Linked DNA regions of Sus scrofa: region 1 is linked to region 2. A link is a contact called in public HiChIP or PLAC-seq data. All regions are on one chromosome and are shown on one strand. The core of a region is the stretch at or near the end of the contact, and the rest is flanking DNA. Distances in the headings are between cores, read along the strand shown.

Region 1 (3,386 bases), core at 621-3,120, 1.8 Mb before region 2:
ATCTCATTAGCCAGTGAACCAAAAATACTAACATGAAGGTAAGTGTCTACTCTTGACTCTCAGTCATCTGGGGGGGGGGTTGTATTTGTGACATTTAATTATGCCTTAAATATAACGCATACTATTATGGTAAAATTTTGAGATATTAATTCCTGAAAATAAGCCAAGTACAGCCATGATTAATTTTCCTAACTTAGGTCTAAAAATGATAGTCAATATTTAGTCAAGTTTTATACAAAATTCTACATCCAGGAACTCAGTTAAATGTATTCAGTAAAATAAACTTTTGGGACTAAAACTGGTCTTTCGGCATAACCACTTTAATATGCCATTTGTACTGACTTTTTGCCAGGCTCAATTCTAATACTTCACACTAACCATAGGTAGATACAGAGATAAAATTATTACTCTCTCTGCCCCTTGCCCCAAGATATTTAAGAATGCTGTGAGTTAGGTACTATGTTAGCTTCTCAAGTTACAGAATAGGAACTGAAATTTGCAGAGGTGGTACCAACTAGTCCAGGGTCACACAACACTGGTTCTATCTTATAAACACAAGAACATATTTTAAAGCAATATTCTAGTAATCTCCAAACTTTTTTGCACTGATAGCCGTTCAAGAAAAAAAAAAAAACTGTTTAATACAAATTCCCCCAGAAAATTATAACTCTGCATACTTCACACAGTAAGAGAATGAGACAAAGTAAACCTAAGTAGAAGTTCTAAGACTCTCCCTCCCCACCCACGCACTCATGGAACGATCTGCAGGCCAATGCACAGGACACTGAATATTTTAAAAGACTACACAACAGCCGTCTAAAAGTCAGGGAATTTGGATTTTTTTTCTTTTGAACATACATTCTAGAATGACCGTCTTTCAAAAATTCGCTTTTAATCTCCTACTCGTGAAATACAGAGTAGTGAGCGCTCACATAAATTCTGTCTTCAGGGTTTAAACACCAAACAGTTGTTTTTCTAGGAATTATCACAGTATCCTCTCAAGCTCTATCAGTCCTACAGCCCTTTCTCCACCCTTGAGTGCTGACTGTGTTTCTCGATTCCCAATAGTGATTCTTTTCCAATTCATTTCTACAAGAAAATAAGGGAAAATAAATGCCATCAAACCTCCAAACACCACAACCCAATTTTTCTAGATAATGCAGTCTCCGTTTTCATGAAACTGGAATTTAACCACAAATCAAATTGAAGTGATATTTACACATCTCTTAAACATACTTAAGTTGCTACTTGTACGGTATCATCAGATTGTTAAGCGCCCAATTCTCCAACCCACCCTCACTCCTTTCCCCCTACACGCAAGTCAAAGGCAAAGGGCCATGTGGGGCCGGGAGCCGGGTCCCGTAGCCCGAGCCGGGATTTGCAAGCCTCGCCACTAGAGCCGCCCGACGGAGGGGCCCAGCGGACCCGGGCAAGTTTCCCGCGGCAGAAGGGACCCGTGTCGCCTGCGAAGAGAAGGCAAAGACCCCTGCCGGCCCATGGGCCAGCCCGCCCGGGCGCCAGCGACCCCGAGGACCTCGTCACAGCACCGCTGACCCGGCCGCCACCAGGTGGGCTGGGGGACGCCAGCGAAGAGGGCAGTGACTGGGAATGGATCCGGAGCAAGGGAGGACGACTGCGCGCGCCCTCACCCTACCTCAAACAAGTCGATGTCTCCCCTAGGAAACCGGTCGGCGGGGATGTCGCGGCGCAACAGGACGCTAAAGCCCCCCTAGGGGCGTCTCGGCATCAGCCGACCGCAGTTGGCGCGGCGGGTACGGCGAGCCCGCGGAGGGAGAAGGCAGGAGCCCGGACGCCCCGGCGCCCACCGCGGGACGCTCCGCGCCTGCGCCCCGCCCCCCCTCCCGCCGGGACTCCGCCCGCGCGTGCGCCGTTCGGAGTTTTCGCGCCACTGGAGCGTAAGAGGAGGGGACCGGAAGTGGCTCTGGGCGGATGAGGAAAGCTGGTAGCCGCGCGGTCCTCGGCAACTGCGGGACGCGGCGGGGGGGCAGGGCGGGCGATTTCCCTGGGTGAGAGGGGGAGAAAGCTCGAAGCCCCCCCAAACTACAGTTCCACGCATGCGTACTGCAGACGGCTGGGAGCCAGGAAAGCGGAGAGTGCGGCAGCGTTTGCGGAAAGAGGACTGTCACTTCCTGGAAGAGGCGGGGCCGCGTGGGAGAAGGCGCCGAATTCAAAGTGCTTCCAGGAGCTTTCCGGGTCTGGGTGCTAAGCCCTAAACGTTAATCTTTGCTCGGGAAAGGAAAGAGCAAGTTTTTCCTTTTCTTTCTTTCTTTTTATTTTTAAGAAGAGAAAGTTTAGAAATTTGGAGGCAGCAATAATTAAGATTCAGGCCAAACTGGCAAATGACGGAAGGGCGTCTTTCAAAACCCAGGAGAAAGGGTTGTCCGGGGTAAGTCCCGCAGAACCGTGGTGAAACGGCGCCGCCCGGGTCCTTTCACTGGCTCCTTTACAGTCTGGGTTGGGGGCGAGCTTTGTGTTCGCGTCCCCGTCGCTCCCGCCCCTCCTCCAAAGACACCGTCGGCGGCTCTCTTTTGAGTCCATTAGGACAATGGCCCCGAAGCTCCCAGCCAGGATCTGGCTCTGCTTTCCGAGCCTGGAGACACCTCGCCCCTTTGGTTCTCCCCCCAAGCGTGGGAAGTGTCCACCGCGGCTCCACGCTCTCCCCGACAGGGCCGAGGCCGCTGGGTCCGGAATGTCCTTCCCCGGGGACCGTAGTGCAAACTCCCACGCCTGGTTCAAGGCCATCTGGGCGAGCTTTCATTGATCCTCCTAGGCACACTTGGGGGTGTTCTTTTTCTTAAGGCATTGTGGTTGTTTATTTACAGTCATTCTTTCCCTTGCGCGTTCCTACGTTTTAAAAGCTCTCAATAAATATCGGAACTAAAGAAGTTTAAGTTCCTTGGCTTAGCTTTCAGCGCCTTCTCAATGTGAAATTAACCTACTGCTTGTCTTTAGGTTCTTTACGTGCATGCTGACCTAGCTAAGTAAACTATTTTCTATAGTTCAAAAACCTTCCTTTCTGGATGGAAGCAAGTGGTATTTACGGCTACCCGAGAACACCCCCATAGCAACTGATGTCAAACTTTTGGTCTTCAGTAATGCAATTTCTGGAAAAAAATATTTTTTCTAAAGATAATCAAATACATGTTTCCGTTGTAGCCCTTGCACATATGACATAGTCAAAATAAATGAAAACACTGCATCTGGCCTAAGTGGTCCTTGCTGGTACAAGATGGGAAACACAGTTGGGAGGTTTCAACTTAGATGTCACTTTTTTTAGGAAAACTTCCTTGATGCCCTAGACTAGGTAAGATGCCTTCTTTAGATCTATATCCGCCTATAGTTTTCTAGCCTTCTATGCCTGTTCT
Region 2 (3,807 bases), core at 676-3,175:
TTTATTTCTAGAACTCGAAACAAGAGCTGAAAACTACATTTTCTATGCTTACTAACTTTTTTGGAAATTGGGTTTATGGCTAAGGCTGCACTTTTAGATATTAAAAGAAAATGTTATAATTTTTGGGGGGGCGCAGGGGGTGATACTATTTTACTGCTTGTTTCAAAACTTCTATTAACTATTATTCTAGGGTATTATTGAAATGAAAAAGTCATTTAATTTTCTCTTTAATCCTATGTAAGTTTAACAAACAGGAGAAGAATCTCAAGCTACATACTAATAAGACAAGCTGGAGTTCCCGTGGTGGCTCAATGGTTAATGAATCTGACTAGGAACCATGAGATTGCAGGTTCGATCCCTGGCCTTGCTCAGTGGGGTTAAGGATCGGCATTGCCCTGAGCTGTGGTGTAGGTCACAGATGCGACTCGGATCCCACGTTGCTGTGGCCCTGGTGTAGGCTGACGGCTACAGCTCCAATTCCACCTCTAACCTGGAAACCTCTATATGCTTCAGGTATGGCCCTAGAAAAGACCAAAAAAAAAAAAAAAAAAAAAAAAAAAAAAAAAAAACAACAAACAAAAACGGAATAAGACAAGCTGACATCCTGTCAAGAAAAGTCAAATCCTTGAGGGAAAAGGAGAGTGATAATGCAGACAACACGAAACTGTCAAAAGCTGTTCATTCAAACCCTCCTTGTTCTCTCTTCTCATCCGACCACTCAACACCATCAACAAGAACAACCACAGCAAAACTTGGAGCACAGCAAATGTTACACCTTCAAGCATCAATCTGAGATTCTTTGGGAAAGCAGGTATTAGCAGGTGAGGTTGCTAACATCACAAAAAAGACAGGCATTCCACGCTCTCTGTTGGAAGTACACAGCACCACTTCTAACAGTACTCTCACCACAACTCTGCATCTGAATTGGGTCAACCTCAGGATTTAACTACCAACTCACAAGCCATGTAGGAGGCAGAGGGCCCTATTAAATGACATCGGGGGATGAATACTGCAAATCCGAAATAGGGGAAACTCTGGGGACACATGATTCGGTTTCCTCACCAAATCAACTGCAAGGCAGAAAAACGAAGGCGAGCCCTATACAGTGAATTTGATGTGCATCCCAACTGGAACCAACAGCTAAAAACAAACCAACAAAGCAAGAATTTTACGGATCAATCAGGAAAGCTCTAAAGCTGGATATTTGATATTTGATATGTGATACCAATGCCGAGGTTAGGTCCTTGTAAATCCTTAATATCTAACAATGTATCCTGAAACATCCATGGATGCATAATATTATGTCCGGGATGAACTAATGTTTAAGCCCAGTGATGGCTACCTGGAGGTCCATTATACTATTTCCATACTAAATTTATTTTCATTAGTGAAAAACAAAACACCTGCTGTGATGCTGTGGTTGAAGTCGCGGTACTTTGTGCGCGAGCGTGGCACCCGTGGCATCGCGCCCTCACCAGGTCGCAGATACCCCACTTGTTAAAATGACAGCTGGAAAAGCGCTATCCGCTCTAAGACCGGATCAGAGTAACAAGGAATGAAGACACTCAAGCTGAAAGGCAGCCGGTACCCCCGTGCTCTGACTCCCCGGTGGGTGTCCCAGAGGAACGCGAGGGGCCGCGGGCCAGGATACTCCCTTCACCGCCCTTCGGGAAACTAAACGAATGCCCGAGGTACCCTTGAGTGGTGAGATCAGACAACCCAGGCTACTCCCACCTAGCGGAGACCCCGCACCCCCACATCTCGCGATATTTACCTCCAGGGCGCCGCTCCCTCGGAGCCCGCACAGGCGCACTGGCGAATGTAAGCGGAGTACAGTGCTTCGGCCTCCGCATATTCGCCTTTCTTGAAATGACCTGGGCACGTGCGAGGGTTACGGGGCTTTCTTGCCCTTGCTGCCCTTCCATAGTAGTCGGAGACCTAGCTTTCCTTGTAGAACTGAGGGTGATTTCTGAGCGACTAGAGGCAGCACCACAAGGCCACTCCCCCACCCCGGAATTTATCGCGTAGGCAAAACCTCGGAGCAAGCAGGGGGGAAGTTTGTACCTTCCGCGGACCCGTCTTCTCGCGAGATCAGTGACACCGCCCCCGGAGGGCTCAGAAACTTTAAAACTTGTGCGGACAGAGACACTTCTGTAAAGTGCGGTTTTGTTGATGAGTGGTGCTTCCGCTGGCCTCGTTTCCAGAGAAGCAGTAGATCGGCAGCTCCAGACTGGTTTCTAAGACCGTGGTCAGAAGTTGCAAGAAGCTTTGCCCGTTGTTACAGCGAATGGTGGAGGATGCGGGGTGCAGTGGCTGATCGTGCTGGGAGCGTAAAAGACCTTGGTTTGTTTTACGAATGGCTAAACGGCCCGTGGAGTTACTGTTATCGCAGCACTTTTCTGGTTCTGCGTCCGCCCTCTAGACGGTATTTTCAGTCGGCTGGATTACATTGAGACATTTTGTGTTGAAATTCCAGGAGCTTAGTGTCCCATAGTCGTGAGTCTTATTTCAGACTCAACCTTTTATTAACTCCAAGGCCGTAGACTGCAAATTTCTCAACCTTTTAAAACCTCCAGAATAGTATAGGAATTGACTGAACTGTTTAGGAGTTCCCGTAGTGGCTCAGCAGAACGAATCCGACTAGGAACCATGAGGTTGTGGGTTCGATCCCTGGCCTCGCTCAGTGGGTTAAGGATCCAGCGTTGGTTTGAGCTGTGGTGTAGGTCGCAGATGCAGTCGCAGATGCAGCTCGGATACTGCGTTGCTGTGGCTGTGGTGTAGGCTGGCAGCTGTAGCTCTGATTAGTTCCTAGCCTGGGACCCTCCATATGCCATGGATGCAGCCCTAAAAGGCAAAAATAATATTAATAATAAATAAAATAAAATTACCTTAAAAAATAAAATACATAGGAATTAACCAAGGAGAGAAGGACTTGTATAATGAAACTGCAAATTGTTGATGAAGGAAATTAAAGCCATAAATAGACATCCCTTGTTCATACTAAAGCAATTTACAGATTCAATGGAATGCCTATCAAAATCCCAATGGTATTTTTACAGAAATATAAAAATCTATCCTAAAATTCATAAGAAATTCCAAGGGATGGATTCCAAATAGCCAAAACAGTCTTGAGGAATTCCCTGGTGACCTAGGGGGTTAAGGATCCCATGGTGTCACTATCTTGAAAAAGAATAAAGTTTGGGACTCACACTGAATTAAAAACTTATCAAAGCAACAGTAATCAAAACAGTGTGGATTTGCATAAAGACAGTCTTTTCAGTAAATGGTGCTGAAAAAACCATTTATTGGAAAGAGTGAAGATGGACCTAAATGCCACATTAAAAAATTAACCAAGGTGGATTAAAGACCTAAATGTAAGAGCTAAAAATTTTAAGTTCTCAGAAGAAAACATAAAGCAAAGTCTTCATGACACTGAATTTGGCAATGTTTTCTTGGGTATGACACCAAAGGACAGGCAGTGAAAGGAAAAATAGACAAACTGGACTTTATGAAAATTAAAACCTTTTGTGCAGCAAAAGACTATCAACAAATAACCCAGAGAATGAGAGAAAATATTTGCAAATCACATATCTGATAAGGATGAGGAATGTAAACATGGAGGTTCTGTGGAGCAGGTTTGGTCTGGTGTGTCCATCCAAGGGATTCTGACGTGGTGTCTCCATCACACCTGAGAAGCTCTGATCTACAGGACACTAGAGGGCCCTGCCCAGCGACTGAGGTGCTGGAACCCGGCTCAGCTGCTGTCCCTCTCTGACTCTCGCCTGTCTTCCACACAGTCCACCTGCA

What was found. HiChIP or PLAC-seq counts read pairs in DNA pulled down with a chosen protein or histone mark.
Region 1: a contact with region 2 is called in an H3K27ac HiChIP or PLAC-seq map of alveolar macrophages. The contact joins the promoter of SMC6 here to the promoter of TTC32 in region 2. A contact is called at or near these places in 2 of 5 promoter capture datasets (fetal skeletal muscle and liver) and 1 of 2 datasets of contacts at active chromatin or transcription factors (alveolar macrophages).

The regions. Positions count from the first base shown.
Region 1 is chr3:120,095,845-120,099,230 of Sscrofa11.1, reverse strand. It overlaps SMC6 (structural maintenance of chromosomes protein 6), which reads right to left and starts at 1,870. Exons shown (of 27, transcript XM_003125342.4): 1 at 1,655-1,870. It overlaps GEN1 (flap endonuclease GEN homolog 1), which reads left to right and starts at 1,926. Exons shown (of 14, transcript XM_005655263.3): 1 at 1,926-2,407.
Region 2 is chr3:118,271,231-118,275,037 of Sscrofa11.1, reverse strand. It overlaps TTC32 (tetratricopeptide repeat protein 32), which reads right to left and starts at 1,925. Exons shown (of 4, transcript XM_003125338.3): 1 at 1,877-1,925; 2 at 1,775-1,874. The coding sequence starts at 1,925. It overlaps WDR35 (WD repeat-containing protein 35), which reads right to left. Exons shown (of 29, transcript XM_021087811.1): 27 at 1,775-3,807.